Linked DNA regions of Arabidopsis thaliana: region 2 is linked to region 1. A link is a contact called in public ChIA-PET data. All regions are on one chromosome and are shown on one strand. The core of a region is the stretch at or near the end of the contact, and the rest is flanking DNA. Distances in the headings are between cores, read along the strand shown. Region 1 holds the start of AT1G55917. Region 2 holds the start of AT1G56020 (serine/arginine repetitive matrix-like protein).

Region 1 (2,912 bases), core at 252-2,751:
TGGGAAATGAAAACACTTTAATTACGAAACCAGAACGTCATCAATACTATAGTAATGATGCTTTGTTCTGCCTCGTCCTTTAGTCTTCTTTCTAGTTTACGATGACTCATAATTACTTCTTCTGTGAGATTTTCCCATTTCTCCACCTTCCACGACTCCGGCGACGAAAGTAACCATTAGAAAACTATTGTTGGCGTGAGTTGGTTATACATGGCCCATTTAACAGTCCACTTTAAGGCCCAATTCACAATCCATGTTATTAACAAATATATTAATCCATAAAAGTGTACACATTCTTGATTCGCCTCGAGATAAACTAATCTCTAGTTTCTTCTTAAAGATCGATGAGCTTGATTTCAAGACTTGTTTGATTAGTACATAGTAAAATATTAAGAAATAGACAAGACTTGTTTCATCATCATCAGTTACAAGAAAGAAAGAAATACACATTTGTGTTAAATCACATAATCAGACCACTCGGTTAAATACGATGTCTGGTCCATAGTCAGACAAGGAATCTTATCATGTTTTCTCGGATTCTCTTTCCCACCAATCAACCTCGCCGGATTTCCAACCGCCGTCGTACGCGCCGGCACATCCTTAACCACCACCGACCCTGATCCAATCTTAGCTCCCTCACCGATTGTTATATTCCCCAATATACAACTCCCAGCTCCAATCAACACACCATCACCAATCTTCGGATGCCGATCACCACTCTGTTTCCCTGTTCCTCCCAAGGTCACTCCGTGTAGAATCGAAACATTGTCTCCAACCACCGCCGTCTCTCCGATCACCACGCCCGTCGCATGGTCTAAAAGAATCCCTTTTCCGATCTTCGCTCCGGGATGAATATCGACGGCGAAAGATTCTGATACTCTGTTTTGGATCAATAAAGCTACGATTTTTCTGTTCTGTTTCCAGAGGGTATGAGCTATTCGATGAGCTTGACAAGCGAGGAAGCCTTTGAAGCCCAAGAAGCAATGAACGTAGCTTATACAAGCTGGGTCTCTTTCTTTGACTGCTATAAGATCTTGCTTCGTGGATTCGATGATCTCAGGGCTTTCTTCTAAAACGCTTATGAACAGTTCGAAGAGTGTGTTGCTTGGTAGGTTTAAATTGCTGAGCTTTACGGAGAGGATGTGAGCTAAAGCAGACTCTAAAGATCGATGAGATGTGATCGAAGCGTAGTAGTAGTTTGATAAAATGGGTTCTTGTTTAACATCGGATTTGGCTTCTTCAAGCATCTTGATCCAGACATCATCGTCATCTTCGATTTGGGTGTGGTGAATCTTCCGGTTTACAGAGAAACCGGGTCGAAAGAAATTCTTGATGCAACAGAACCGGGAATCATCGTCTTGGGTATTACCGGTTCGGCATGTGTCTATGCATGTTGCCATGGTTTATGATTTGGAAGAAGAAAGAGTTTGAGATAAAGAAGAGAAGAGAGAATGGTTGTTGAGTGAAGAAGATGAACATAGCTTATATACACAGAGAGAGATGGCGGCGACCTTTGACTCTGACCCAAAAAAATCTCAAAAAGTAATTACAGTTTAATTAGCGCTCTCTAAATATTTTATTCTTTAATTATACACATTTTTCTGCAGATTAAGGAGGTAATGAATTATATAGTAAGTGAGATTAATATATATTTTTTTCCATACACAATTTTATTTTGGAAATGGTTTTATGTTTTTAATTTTATGATTTATTGTCCAGACAATTACGATGTTTACAATTTTGTATTTATTTTTGCATGATTAGTCTGCTTATCTACACATATCTAAGGGTCATTAGCCATCACATGTTTTTAGTGCCACCAACTTTTTCATAACAATAACATCAACTACTTATTATCTAGCTATTTTGTATGATATGTAATATAATTTTTTTTTTTTTGTTGGGTTGTAGAATTTAGAAGGCACTTGTAGTAAAATGGTTATAATTTCCAAATAATGGGGGGAAAAACCAAGAAAATTGGATCTATTATTAAAGTTGCCAAAAGGAGGAGGTTTTCAAAAGGAGGAGGTTTTCAAAGAAAGGTGACGTTAGTAATGACGTAAGTCTAAAGTTACGTGAAGCAGTCGCCCTTTGACTTTAACTCCTTATTTTCAAGGTTGTCTGAATCTAATCATTTTTTCACACTTTAATAATCTAATGCTAATACATGATTAATTTATACATAATTTAACTTGGAACTTTTTTACTCATTAATAATTTGATAACTACGTACGTGTTATTGACTGTTAGTCATAATAGAGTGAGTTTAGTTTACTCTACACACTCCATTTGTGTATATCTTTTTTTCGCGTATGGAAATTGTGAAAGCTACATTATGGTTGAAGATATCTCTATTCAGTACTCAATACTCAATAATGAAACTTGTGTAACTTTTATGATAATCAAATTATTCAATTGGGCAACGTAGATTACGTGACATTGTCATTTGCCTAATATTGTCCTTTGTGCACACCTTTATGTTGATGGATGGATTCAAATAAATAAAATTATCCGTTTTTCTTACTGCAAATAAGTTATCTTATCTTAGTTGGAATTTTGGATGTTTTGAAATGAGAAAACAACAACAATAAAATTCAAAAATATTAAACTTTTTTTTTTAAATGGCAGTAGAATAGTGGTGTCCATTGTTTGAGGACCCAATCTTTCGTTATCATTGTCCCTTATTAGGGTTTCTTTCAATTTTCAACCAGTAGTCAAGTAGATTTGGCTCTTCAAAATCATGAAAACACAAAATACTATTCAGTTAGAGAATTCGATTTGGTTCACAAAGAATATATGAACTTTCCCTTTCGAGTTACACAATTTTTTGGTTTCTAAAATTTATATTGAAAAATGTCGAATATCTCTTAGAATAAATCATATGAATAAATTTTATCTATTTAGCTAAAATA
Region 2 (2,946 bases), core at 361-2,860, 40 kb before region 1:
TGCGTTAAGATTCCCCCTAAAATCATAGCGGTTAACCTGCTGACTAAACCGGTTTACTTCTCTAATTGTTCGAATTTCGGTTCAAGCCTGGTTCGATTAATCCGGTTCTTGCTTCCGTTGCTCTGTAACTGAGATTTGTTCCCCGGAGACGGAGAAGAAGAAGACGATGAAGACGAAGATGAGAAAAGCTGGCCAAAGAAAAGCCCTGATTTCAGAGAACAAACCGGAACATTAAGCACCGGCGTGATTCTGACATTAGCAGAGTACGATCTAGGCATTCCATGGTGCTGCTTCATTCTAGGTCCACCGGTGAAGCTTCCGGGACTACTCGAGCTTCTTTCAAGTCCATGAAACACGATTTTACCGGAGGCGTTGAGTCTCGGACTATCCGCCGTCACGGTGAGACCCCGAGATTCGATACACGCCGACGATGATGATGATCCGTCAACGGAAGGCGTCGACGGTGGATGATTCCGTCTTGGTTTGGCTAATCTGATTCTTGGTTGGTTAAGGTTTCGTGAATGAGTCCGCGACGGAGCAAAGGGATTCGCACTTGGTTTATCGAGGTCAAGCGAGAGTCTTGGAAGATCATCGATCTCGTGGCTAGAGGAAGACGATGAAGAGAGTGAGAGACGTGAAGATGCGACTGAGATTGATTCGGAGATATCTGATTCTTTTTGCAACGGCGACGATGCGGCGGTAGAAGATTTAGATCCCCGGTGAAGAAATTGCTTAAACGATGACGTTTTGGGGTTTGTGGATGAAGAAGAAGAAGAAGCTTTAATAGATTCTTCTTGTTCCTTGGCGTTGACGAGTCTCTTGAGACCTAAAAGCTCTCTCCATCGAGTCGTACAACGAGGAGCTTTAGGAGAGAAGAGGTCAGAGATCTCCATCTCAAGTCTCCGGCATGATTTCAGAACCTCTGGTGATCCTCTTGGTTCGGTGGTAGTTGTGTTGACTGTCGTTGACGTCGTCGTCGTCGTCGTCTTAGGGCCAGAGAACTTCAAAGGTACGAGCTTTCCGTCGGAGAAGAGCTCATCGGCAGAGAGCATTGTGACCGGATCCTCAAGGCAAAACTCGAAATCCACAACTGGATCTTGGATTTCCGGTAATGGGTCAGATTGTTGCTTGTCAACGGAGGAAGAGCGTCTGTTGTCGTCTCTGGTTAAAGACATCCGAGGGCTCGTCCATCCGTACGACGAGAACTTCTCCGGCGAAACACCGGCACTTTTAACGCAAGCGGAAGCCATTAAGTTTGTGTGTTGGACTTGTTGATAGGAGAAAAAAGAAGAATCTTTGGAGCATTTGCCGGCAAAGAACTATGTTAAGAGTTAGGGAGAGAAGTGGGAGTGACAGAGACAAGCATTATATACACAGCTCACTCTCAGGTACACCGTACACACTTGTTTCATTTACCGGAACCATTCGGGTCGGTTGTTTTTAATGGGCCGGGTTCACCTATCTTATGGGCTCAGTATTATTTGACCCTTTTTTTGTTGTCAATGCTTGTGTTATTGATAGAGTGAATGACTGAATGTTATGAAATTTAGATCTGGTTCGTGTGAGTATTTATTTTTATAAGTTTTTTTTTTGTTATTATGTGAATCGAGTATTATTTTTTCTCATTATGGTCACCTACCAACCAATAATTGAGTCTGATCATAGGCACACGTTTCGTGTATTCATGCATATAAGCATTGTTTTCTTTCACCAAAAACAATCCCTCTTTGATTAAGAAAAATATGGTTTACATCCATAGCTAATCAATATGAGAACACAAATCTTTTTTTATAAGAAACGATAACGTTACAATTCTAGCATTTCAAAGCAGAAAATATGTTCTGTCTTAAAATAAAATAACTAGAATTGCAAAAGCTTAAGATCAAAGAGCTTAGCGGCAAGAGCGGATCAATCTTTATATTATGATACCATTCTAGGCAACTCTTGTTGAGTTTCCGATAAATGGTGAGCAATATAGATTAACATACGTATTGCATGCCCATATTATGCTTTCTAATTTGAGATGAAGCCGATACGAGACAAAATCTACGAATAAGCAATATATACATATTTATAACAAATCTTCATAAAACTTTATATAAGTATGCATTACACATTTCATTGGTGTAACCTGAAAATGCAATTCTTAGTCAAATTTGATAAAAATAATTAAGAGATACGATATACAGATAAATTGTTAATAGTTAATACTGTCTTTTGGAACCTAGCTAGCTCCTTTCCACAACGATAAAAGATTCCAAATCACATTCTATATAATTATGTTGTCATATATGATATATAAATTATCATAAGGTTGTGTCATATTGTGGGTATTGGATATTACTATTCTTCAATCGAATATGTAAAATCTATGTCAAGGAAATATCGGAAGGGACTCTTGGAGTGACTTGCTATCTAACATAAAATCTATATCTCACCCACCGGTCGAATATTTGTCTTGATTCAAAATTTAATCTTGGACATACATTAATAATAGCATATGCATGGCCTAGATTGCGATGTAACCATGCTCTACATAATAATAATGATAAAATTTTATAAATCATTTCAATTACAAAATATACATTTAAAATATATATAGTTGAATGATACTTTACCTAATACGATATTAAGATGTATTTTCTCTTATTGTTCGAAGGCATATCCGAATAAAATTTTGGCATGCACTGTCTTTTCCTACGGTGATAAGCCTTGATCCGTTAGAACCCTCAGCCGAAATAAACTTATCAAAAAAACAAAAACAATAATTCGTATGCATGGGCTAAAACATACAATATTGTATCATAATGGAATGCACAATACCGCACATAATCCAAGAACTTTGGTTCTATCCAATCGAACGGAGAGGAACTATAACTCCGATCAAAGTACAGTTGAAATTAAATAGAAACTCAAATAGCTTTTGTCTCTATCCAATATTATCAA

The links. ChIA-PET counts read pairs in DNA pulled down with a chosen protein or histone mark.
Region 2: an H3K4me3 ChIA-PET map of shoot shows a contact between it and region 1, with 10 read pairs. The contact joins the promoter of AT1G56020 here to the promoter of AT1G55917 in region 1. A contact is called at or near these places in 1 of 26 Hi-C or Micro-C datasets (root) and 1 of 2 datasets of contacts at active chromatin or transcription factors (shoot).

Annotation. Positions count from the first base shown.
Region 1 is chr1:20,910,866-20,913,777 of TAIR10.1, reverse strand. AT1G55917 reads left to right here and starts at 1,501. Exons shown (of 7, transcript NM_001333746.1): 1 at 1,501-1,542; 2 at 1,608-1,616; 3 at 1,720-1,730; 4 at 1,765-1,789; 5 at 1,912-1,938; 6 at 1,996-2,042; 7 at 2,629-2,653. The coding sequence starts at 1,501. The coding sequence ends at 2,653. SERAT2;1 (serine acetyltransferase 2;1) reads right to left here and starts at 1,662. Exons shown (of 1, transcript NM_104470.3): 1 at 213-1,662. The coding sequence starts at 1,400. The coding sequence ends at 456. AT1G55915 (zinc ion binding protein) reads right to left here. Exons shown (of 6, transcript NM_001333744.1): 6 at 2,867-2,912.
Region 2 is chr1:20,950,520-20,953,465 of TAIR10.1, reverse strand. AT1G56020 (serine/arginine repetitive matrix-like protein) reads right to left here and starts at 1,610. Exons shown (of 1, transcript NM_104480.4): 1 at 1-1,610. The coding sequence starts at 1,250. The coding sequence ends at 54.